2 separate regions of the Xenopus laevis genome follow, and region 1 is linked to region 2. The links are chromatin contacts, called in public Hi-C maps. All regions are on one chromosome and are shown on one strand. The core of a region is the stretch at or near the end of the contact, and the rest is flanking DNA. Distances in the headings are between cores, read along the strand shown.

Region 1 (4,545 bases), core at 3-2,502, 68 kb before region 2:
ACCCCAAATCTCCCCCTAACTGGCCTTCAGGCTGGGCCCCCTTAGCTCATAACAAGGTTAAAGATATATAGAAACATTGGGGTAACAGTCACCCTGCTATAGTTCCAGGGGTACCCAGGGTACAAATAAGTACTCACCCCAAATCTCCCCCTAACTGACCTTCAGACTGGGCCCCCTTAGCTCATAACAAGGTTACAGATATATAGAAACATTGGGGTGTCATCCTGCTATAGTTCCAGGGGTACCCAGGGTACAAATAAGCACTCACCCCAAATCTCCCCCTAACTGGCCTTCAGACTGGGCCCCCTTAGCTCATAACAAGGTTACAGATATATAGAAACATTGGGGTGTCACCCTGCTATAGTTCCAGGGGTACCCGGGGTACAAATAAACACTTACCCCAAATCTCCCCCTAACTGACCTTCAGACTGGGCCCCCTTAGCTCATAACAAGGTTACAGATATATAGAAACATTGGGGTGTCATCCTGCTATAGTTCCAGGGGTACCCAGGGCACAAATAAGCACAGCCATTTATTTCAGTGTTATTGGCTGTAAAGAAAGAAATAAGTACAATGTGACAGTCCCATATGTTACAAGGAGACTGAGTGACAAGCAAAAGCTGTGGGAGTCATAAAAGAACATTGTCTCATGTGCCCTGATTTACAGACACAAACCTGGGCCTCACTGGGAAGCTTTCCCCTTGCAATTAGTCACTGCAGGAAACGTATAAAAAGTGGGACATTACCTTTCATTGGGAAAGAACAACAACAACGACAACTGACATAAAACTCTCCCGGGTGTGAAAATTTTTTATTTTCTATCAATGCATCATGTCCAATCATTTTGGATTTGAATAATAAATCACCTGCAAAATCAAACCAAATATCTCATTTTCTTTCTCTCTAGGTGTGTATGTATTAAACAAAAGATTCTTACTGAATACTCATTACAGAAATCTCAGCTGCCATAAAGCAGGACAGGACTGCTGCACATAATTAAAGTGGGATTGCTTTGCGGCAATGTTTGGTTATCACTAAATTCATGTCATTTGAAAGCTGTTTGGAATGAGATTTCCTCATATTTCAAAGTTTTCATTATTTCGGAAAAAAAACCACGCAGCAAAACAATTGCAGTTGTAGATGAATTGTAGCAGGAAATAAGGAGCCTTTAGTAAATCTGCCTTCACATGAAACCACCAAGTCCCCAGTCTCCTCCCACTTACTGCGGCCCCAGCCTTCCACTTCTCCTCAGAGAGGCAAGGCCAATGCTAGTAGTTCCGGCAGCGGATGGATATTGCTCCAGGTGCGGGGGTTGGTGTAGCGTATGTAGTTCCTGAGGAATTCAGAGCTTTTCTCTTCCGGCTCCCAGCTCTCGCACTGTGTTGTGGTGTCACGGATGTAACGTTGTGCAGAGGGATTTTTATAGGAACATTTCCACGTTAGATATTCGCTATTTGGGCGAAGAAGCGGAAGGACACGCAGCTCCTCTGTGTATCGCTCTGCTAGGGATCAGGAGTGGGAGCCCCGGCTGGAGCAGGAGGAAGAGAGACGCCGCGGCGGGTTTACAAGCAGCATGGAGGGGTCGGAGCGGAGAAGCCGGGGTCGGGTTACGGGGGAGCATTGAGCCCCGAGCGCAGTACGGAATGTAACACAGAGAAATGGGGGCCCTGCTGAGGAGCCTGCTGATCTGCAGCCTGAGCTGCTTGTTGAGGGGTGAGTGTGGGGAGCCGCGGGGATAGGGCCTGAACGAGGGATTGATGGGGGCTCGGGGCATCGAGTAGTGGGGGGAGGAGGAGGAGAAGCTGCTGAGGGGGCTTTGGGGGGGAGGGGAAGATGTAGCTGAGGGGGTGACTGGCTGCTTTGTGGGTGACTGACAGGGAAACTGCTGCTGGGGGAGGGGATTGTTTAGTTTGAGGGGGGACTGGCTGCCTGTGGGAACAGCTGAGGGGGGACTGGCTGCTTTAGGGACAGAAGCAGATGTTGGGGGGGCACTGACTACTTTGGGGGGAAGAAACTGGTCAGGGAGGTGACTGGTTGTTTTTTGAGGGGCAATTGCTTTGGGGGTACAATGTAGATGAAGGGGTTATTGGCTGCTTTCTGGGGGGCTGGGAGAGAAGCTGGTGGGGTGATTGCTTAGTTTGAGGGGGGACTGGCTGCTTTAGGGACAGAAGCAGATGTTGGGGGAGGGGCATTGGCTACTTTGGGGGGAAGAAACTGCTCAGGGGGTTGACTGGTGGGTTTGTGGGGGGCAGAAGCTGTTTAGGGGGTGACTAGTTTTGGGGGAGAATGTGGAGAATGGGCTTGTGGCAGATTTGGGGTCACAAGCTGGTAACGGGGGAGTGGCTACTTTACAGATATAGCGAAGTCTGTTCCTGACCATTAGATTGTAAGCTTTCTGGTTCCCACATGAGGGTCTGGTTGGCATTAGCCCAGGCAGGAGTGACTAGAAATGGCCCCAATTAACTGTTTGTGCACTCATTCCACTCATAAGAGCCACCTTGGCAGCTGGAGTAAGGGTGCAAGTGTCTGCTGGCCGTCGCAAGTGATGGGACAAATGGCTATAAAACATGTCAGGTGATCAGCTAATTAGAGCCGGGGGAGGGGGAACAAAGTGATCAGTATGGCTACTCCTGCGTCTCGTGCTCACTGCCAATACACGACTAGTGGGAATACTGTGTGTGGCTAATGGAGTGGGACTGTTGCACAATCCATTGCTACAATTGTGTTGCCTCCTTTGCTTGAAAATATCTCTAAACAAAATACTGTTTTTATTTTTAACGCTTGGGTGTTGCCTGTTTCTCGTTGGTTTTCTACAAAACAAGTTTCCTATTGAATATCCCCCATACTCTTGCCCCCCCAGCATCATGCCCCTGATTCCCTAGTTCAGCGATGCCTAAAACTACTGAACTTTAGTCTCCTTTTACTTCTCTCTCCTGCTCCTTTGTTCTGCCCCATCTAGTATTCAACCTGTGCTTGAACTCGTCACCCCATAGCCTTCTGGGAATTGTAGTTCTACCTGTGGCTCCTGCATTAGAGCCTGAAAACAATATTCCAGATAAATAAAGCAAAGTATATTTGTGAAACTGGGCATGGAGAGACCTGCTCTCACCAACCGAGTGGATCATTTCTGGATAGACGGGTGGCCAGGATGGCTGATCCAATTATAATGGGGGTGTATGCAGACTTGTTGGGGCCAATGTTGTCCTATCCCAGCTGGATTTTCTAACCTGCCTGATATCTGTTATTTTATGGCTGAATACTGGTCAGGCCTTTGCGTTGGCTCCATACTGGGCCCAAAAGCTACTGGAATTGGCTGAAGTCAGCAGCTTACAGCCTTAAACTTTTGCATTGGAATTTAGTGCATGCCCACTATTAGTTTAAAATTTGCCGATATCTGGATCAATTTAGCCAGAAATTTATGTCGGGCAGGTGGTCAAAAGGGCCTGTACATGGGCCAATATGCTGCTTAGTCTAGACTCTAGAGAGTCCCGAGTTGACACATTTTATTGGATTTTGTATTGCCAGCTTAAAGGAACAGTAACACGACAACATGAAAGTCATTAAAACATGTATTGTTTCCCTGCATTGGTACAGCTGGTGTGTTTGCTTTAAAAATATGGCTATAGATTATAGAAATAGGCTGCTGTGTAGCCATGAAGGCAGCCATTCAAGGCACAGGTTATGAAGCAGATAACAGATGCGCTCTGTAGAATCCCATTGTATTATATTAGTTTATCTGTTATCTGCGAAGTATCATGTGCCTTTTCTCCTTTTTTTTTTACTTGAATGGCTGCCCCCATGGCTACACAGCAACCTATTTATATAACCTATAGTAGTCTAAAGCAAACACACAACTTTTACCAATGCAGAGCAAAAGTACATTTTATTTAATTATTTAAAATGCTTTTATTTTTGTGTTTCTGCTCCTTTAAGGACATTGTTCACCTTTCAGTTCAAAGACCAGTAACATACATTTTTTTTAAAAGAAAAACTTGTTTCTTTTTAACGAAAAAAAAAAAAAAAACCAAGACAAGTTATACTTTTAATTCGCAAAACTTTTATCAAGAAATTACGGATTCTCTGCATGCCCTCCTCTTCAGAAACAGCGACAGCGCTAGATTTCTCCTTCCTGCCTTCTTTAGGAGATAGCCAGGGAGGAAAAATCGCAGCAAAATGGTAAGTCATTTCTTAAAAAAAGCGTTGAGAATTAAAAGTTAAAACTGTCCTGGTGTTTTTTTGTTAAAAAGAACCTTATTTTTTTATGTTACTGTGATGTAGAGAGCGACTTTCTGAATTTGCAATTGCTTTCGTGATTTTTGAGTTATTCCAAGAGCTCTCCAGATTGCTATTTCAGCAATCTGGTTGCTAGGGTCCAAATTACCTTAGTAACCATGAACTGATTTCTATAAGAGACTGAAATATGAATAGGAGAGCCCTAAATGGAAAGACTTGTAATAAAAAGAAGCAATAACAATACATTTGCAGCTTTACAGTGCATTATTTTTTTTAAATGGGGTCAGTGACCCCCCCCCCCATTTTTGAAAG
Region 2 (4,974 bases), core at 2,466-4,965:
TGTTGTTAGTCTGATGGGGGGAAAGGGAGGGGGGTGATATTATCACTCCAACTTGCAGTATAGCAGTAAAGAGTGACTGAAGTTTATCAGAGCACAAGTCACATGACTGGGGGCAGCTTGGAGATTGATAATATGTCTAGCCCCATGTCAGATTTCAAAATAAAATTGAAAAAAATCAGTTTGCTCTTTTGAGAAACAGATTTCAGAGCAAAATTCTGCTGGAGCAGCGCTATTACCTGATGCGTTTTGAAAAAAAACATGTTTTTCCATCACCGTATCCCTTTAAAGGGCCAGAGTATGATAAATCTCGAAAATCGAATTCGAATTTATTAAAAAAAAAAACTCGAATCGTATTTGAATAATTCCCTAGTCGAATTTGACAGTTTTGATCCTAAAAATTGACCATTTTCAATTTGAGCCTTGTTAAATCTGCCCCTTGGTGTTGTGGTTAACTCTTACAAAAGTCTCTGGTTCTTTCCAGGTGGCCATCGCATAGTTCTGGAAGATTCTAATGTGCTGCAGCCAGTCGGGCTCACTGTCTTTGGCAATTACCTGTATTGGATTGACCGGCAACAGCAGATGATTGAGCGCATTGAGAAAACCGGACGCGTGGGCCGCACCAAGATCCAAGCTCGTATCCCACTGCTGACTGATATCCATGCTGTGACTGAACTGATCATGGATGAATATAGTTAGTATCCACATAGTCCTACTATGCAGTCTTCCTGCTTTACGATATAGATATGTTTTGAAGTTAAGTTACAAGCACCTATTGCAAATTATTATTATTATTAACATGTATTTTTAGATAGCCAACATATTGCGCAGTGCTGATATTAGTATTACAGATATGAGATCCTTTTTCTGGAAACCTATTATCCACATTACAGATAGGCCACCTCCCATAGTCTCCATTTTATCCAAATAATCCAATTTTTTAATAATTTCCTTTTTCTGTGTAATTATAAAACAGTAGCTTGTGGGGGCACATGCACGGTGCCATCAGAAGAAGACCTGATGTGAGCTCCGTATCCCTGCCCGCTTAATTTGGCAACCGAAGCTATAAAAGTTTCCAAGTCTAACCTATTAGGGGTGACTGATATCACTATGCCACAGCAGGCGACCAAGAGAAGAGGGGTAGAGCTGAGCACGCATACGTTTTTTCAGCAAACGAGCCCAGGCATGCCTCCACCATCTTTGCAGGCCTCAAAAGACGTGGAGCTGACGAAATCCCAATCAGAACAACAGGGACCGTCCTCCGAGGTTTCAGAAATTTTAAATACTATACAGACTATGTTCCGGACAGAGCTTGCAGCTGCGGTCACGGATTTTACTAAACAAATCCAAGAATTGGGCAATCGGACGAGTGCCTTGGAGGACCGCACAGAGGCGCTTGTAGCGGCTATACATGCTGACAGCGACGCTATAGAATTCCAAAAGGAACAGATAGCGGCAATGGAGGAAAAGATTAAAGACCTTGAAAACAGATACCTAAGTGCTAACATTCACTTACGCAGGGTCCCAGAGACTGGGATGGATCTAGAGCAATTCACGATGAATCTCTTTACTACATTACTCCCAGAGGCACCGCCTGAGAGAATGTAGATGGTGAGAATACATAGGGCGTTAGCCAGGCCTCGCACTAAAGATACACCTAGGGACATAGTCCTAAAACTACAACATGAGGCGATCAAAGATTAAATATTGCAGGTGGCTCAAAAGCTACTTGAGAATTTTCAAAGGGAGCTATAATGTCACCATAGTGACAAACCTCGCTTAAACTCTTTCACAGAGCATACTATGTTCCAGAGCGACTTCATTGTATATATCCAACTGTCTCACCTCAATGCTTTAGGAACTGTTCAACTAAAGGGACGGTATTGGCATACCTGGTTGAGCTGTCCTACGACACAAACCCTATGGCAAAGAATATCTCGGGTATTATCTAAACTCTTCTATACCCCTATTGATCCATGTCCGGAAGTCATGCTCCTTGGACATAAGCTTGAAGGCATGAATCAGTCGGCACAAGATTTTGACACAACCTATCTGTATGGCAGCAAGGATTCATATTGCGGCACAGTGGAAATCACCTTGCCTCTCTTTCCCTAAAGTTTTGGAAAAGATAGAGTTCATACATGCTGAGCGTTTGAAATACCAAATTGATAACCAGCTGGAGAAATATACAGAGATATGGGACACATGGATTCTTAATAGAGAGACTTTTATACTCCTATGAGTTGGAACAGGGCAATGGGCAGAGTTCATTTTATTAGAGAATATGTTGATCTGATATCTGGGGCCTATGGTAATAGTTTGCAGTTAAGGTAAAAGTTGTGACTGACTGAATGATATACCTCGTACACACAGTGGATTGATTTTGTTTATTACTTGCTTTCTCCTTATTTCTTTCTTTTTCTTTTCGCTTCTTTTTTTTCCCTTTCCTTTATTGTATCTTTTCCCTTGTAAAGCAATGTACAGTACCATGCATTCATGTGTTGTGCGTTACGATGTTATTGTAAACAATCATATGGGAAAAGTGAAGAATGATTGAAAATTTAAGTTGACAAAAAAAACAGTAGCTTGTACTTGATCCCAACTAAGATATAATTAATCCGTATTGGAAGCAAAACCAGCCTATTGGGGTTTATTTAACATTTACATGATTTTCTAGTAGACTTAAGGCATGGAGATCCAAATTACGAAAAGATCCATTATCTGGAAACCCCCAGGTCCCGAGCATTCTGGATAACGGGTCCCATACCTGTGTTTGTTAAAATGTAAATATGGAAGCGTGACCTTTTCTCCTCATTGTTCTCTTCCAATTTCTGTTTTAAAGAGGAACACCCTTGTTCTCAGGATAATGGTGGCTGCTCCCACATCTGCATTGTGAAAGGAGATGGAACCACCCGCTGTTCTTGCCCACTGCACCTTGTCCTTCTCCAGGAGGATGAGCTGTCCTGTGGGGGTAAGTGCTTCCTTTAATTTAGAATAATTCTGTGGTGTTGTGGATCATATCGCTAGAATCTCGGCCATAAAGCAGGGCAAGACTGCTGCTTAAACTATAACAATGCTATCTTTATGAGATAGTCCTTAAAAATAAGTAAATATAAAATTGATGAGGGGTTATTCTAAGAACATTTGCACTGTACATTCATTTTTTTTTTTTTTTTAATTCCAAGATTAATGTACTATTAAAGTCAACAAATTTTGTTACAACAGCACCACCTGCTGGTCATTTTTCAACCAGTCTGACCACCAAGTAGTCAAAGTTGTCAGGAGAAAGAAAGAGGCGCTCTGATGTTCTTCTGCTTAGGAAAGGTTTGAGAAAGGGTTTTAATTTTTTTTTCTAAGCAGAAGAACATCAGAGCAGCCTCTTTCTTTCTTCTGACAACTTCCTTGACTACTTGCTGGTCAGACTGGTGGGAAAATGACCAGCAGGTGGCGCTGTTGTAACAAAATTCATTCAAATTAACAGTACATGTATCCTTTAATATCTTGGAATTAAAAAAAAAAAAATGAATGTACATTGCAAATTTTATTAGAATAGCCCCTCATCAATTTTATATTCACTTATTTTTAAGGTTCACTCAGCAGCAGCTGTGCCTAGTTCCCAGAAGTGTTTTCAAAGAGAATATATAACTTAAAGGCGAGGGCCATTAATGTATGCCGAGAGTTTAATTCAGAAATCTTGAGCTTTGCTGCATAGTAGGCTATAGTAGCAACCTGTTAATGTGGGAGGGAAAAAAACTTGAAAGTTTAATTTATTTAACATTGATTTTTGTCAAATGTTTACACTTCAGGAACAAGCTGATTTGTGAACACAGCAGTTGTTTTTTTTTAGTTTGCTGCTATGCGACTTGATAACCTACAAAACCAGCTGAAAGTTACACAACCCCCGCGATACTCTGTCTTGTTGGCTGCTTCCACTGCCCGAGGCTTTAGTTGTAACTGGCCGGCTCCTTACTCTCAGCCACATTCCCTCTGTTTTACTTGTAGGTTACTAGAGGTCAGGGCACTAACTGAGAGCCATTGTTTGTGCAACAGAATATTCGTGCTTGTGGTAGACCGAGTTTATTTGGAAGGGATTAGATTCTGCCTATTATAATACCTAGGGCATAAGGTAAAAGCAAAAAACACACCAGAATTTTATGTTCAATATTCTTTCCTTAAAGGGATACAGTCATGGGAAACCATGTTTTTTCCCCCAAAACACATCAGTTAATAGTGCTGCTCCAGCAGAATTCTGCACTGAAATCCATTTCTTAAAAGAGCAAACTGATTTTTTTATTTATATTTAATATTGAAATCTGACATGGGGCTAGACCAAGGGTGCCCAAAAGGTAGATCCGGATCTACCAGTAGACCTTTAGCTGGTGATCAGTAGACTGTCGTTAAATATAGCAATAAAAATGATCTCATAAATCAATATATTTTAGTAATATTTTCCATGGAACAGAATGATAACAATGCTTTTATGGATGTAGATCATAATGGCACAACATCGCTAAAAGTAGTCCCCGCATTATTAAAGTATGGGCACTCCTGGGCTAAATATTGTCAGTTTCGCTGATAAACTTCAGTCACTCTTTACTGCTGTACTGCAAGTTGGAGTGATATCACCCCTCCCAGCAGCCTAACAACAGAACAATGGGAAGGTAACCAGATAGCAGCTCCCTAACACAAGATAACGGCTGCCTGGTAGATCTAAGAACAGCACTCAATAGTAAAATCCAGGTCCCACTGCGACACATTGTTACATTGAGTAGGCGAAACAACAGCCTGCCAGAAAGCAGTTCCATCCTAAAGTGCTGGCTCTTTCTGAAAGCACATGACCAGGCAAAATGACCTGAGATGCAAATACACACCAATATTACAACTAAATACACTTGCTGGTTCAGGAATGAAACTTTATATTGTAGAGTGAATTATTTGCAGTGTAATTTAGAAATAAAAACGACATCATAAAAATCA

What was found. Hi-C and Micro-C count contacts between places; a contact is called where the count stands out from the background.
Region 1: a Hi-C map of animal cap shows a contact between it and region 2, with 6 times the contacts expected there. A contact is called at or near these places in 3 of 4 Hi-C or Micro-C datasets (the XL177 cell line, the XTC cell line and animal cap).

Annotation. Positions count from the first base shown.
Region 1 is chr3L:7,318,653-7,323,197 of Xenopus_laevis_v10.1, reverse strand. lrp6.L (low-density lipoprotein receptor-related protein 6) reads left to right here and starts at 1,252. Exons shown (of 23, transcript XM_018240885.2): 1 at 1,252-1,713. The coding sequence starts at 1,659.
Region 2 is chr3L:7,252,787-7,257,760 of Xenopus_laevis_v10.1, reverse strand. It overlaps lrp6.L (low-density lipoprotein receptor-related protein 6), which reads left to right. Exons shown (of 23, transcript XM_018240885.2): 16 at 482-691; 17 at 2,840-2,968. Among protein-coding and RNA genes, the nearest start is that of LOC121401755, 17 kb to the right of the region's middle.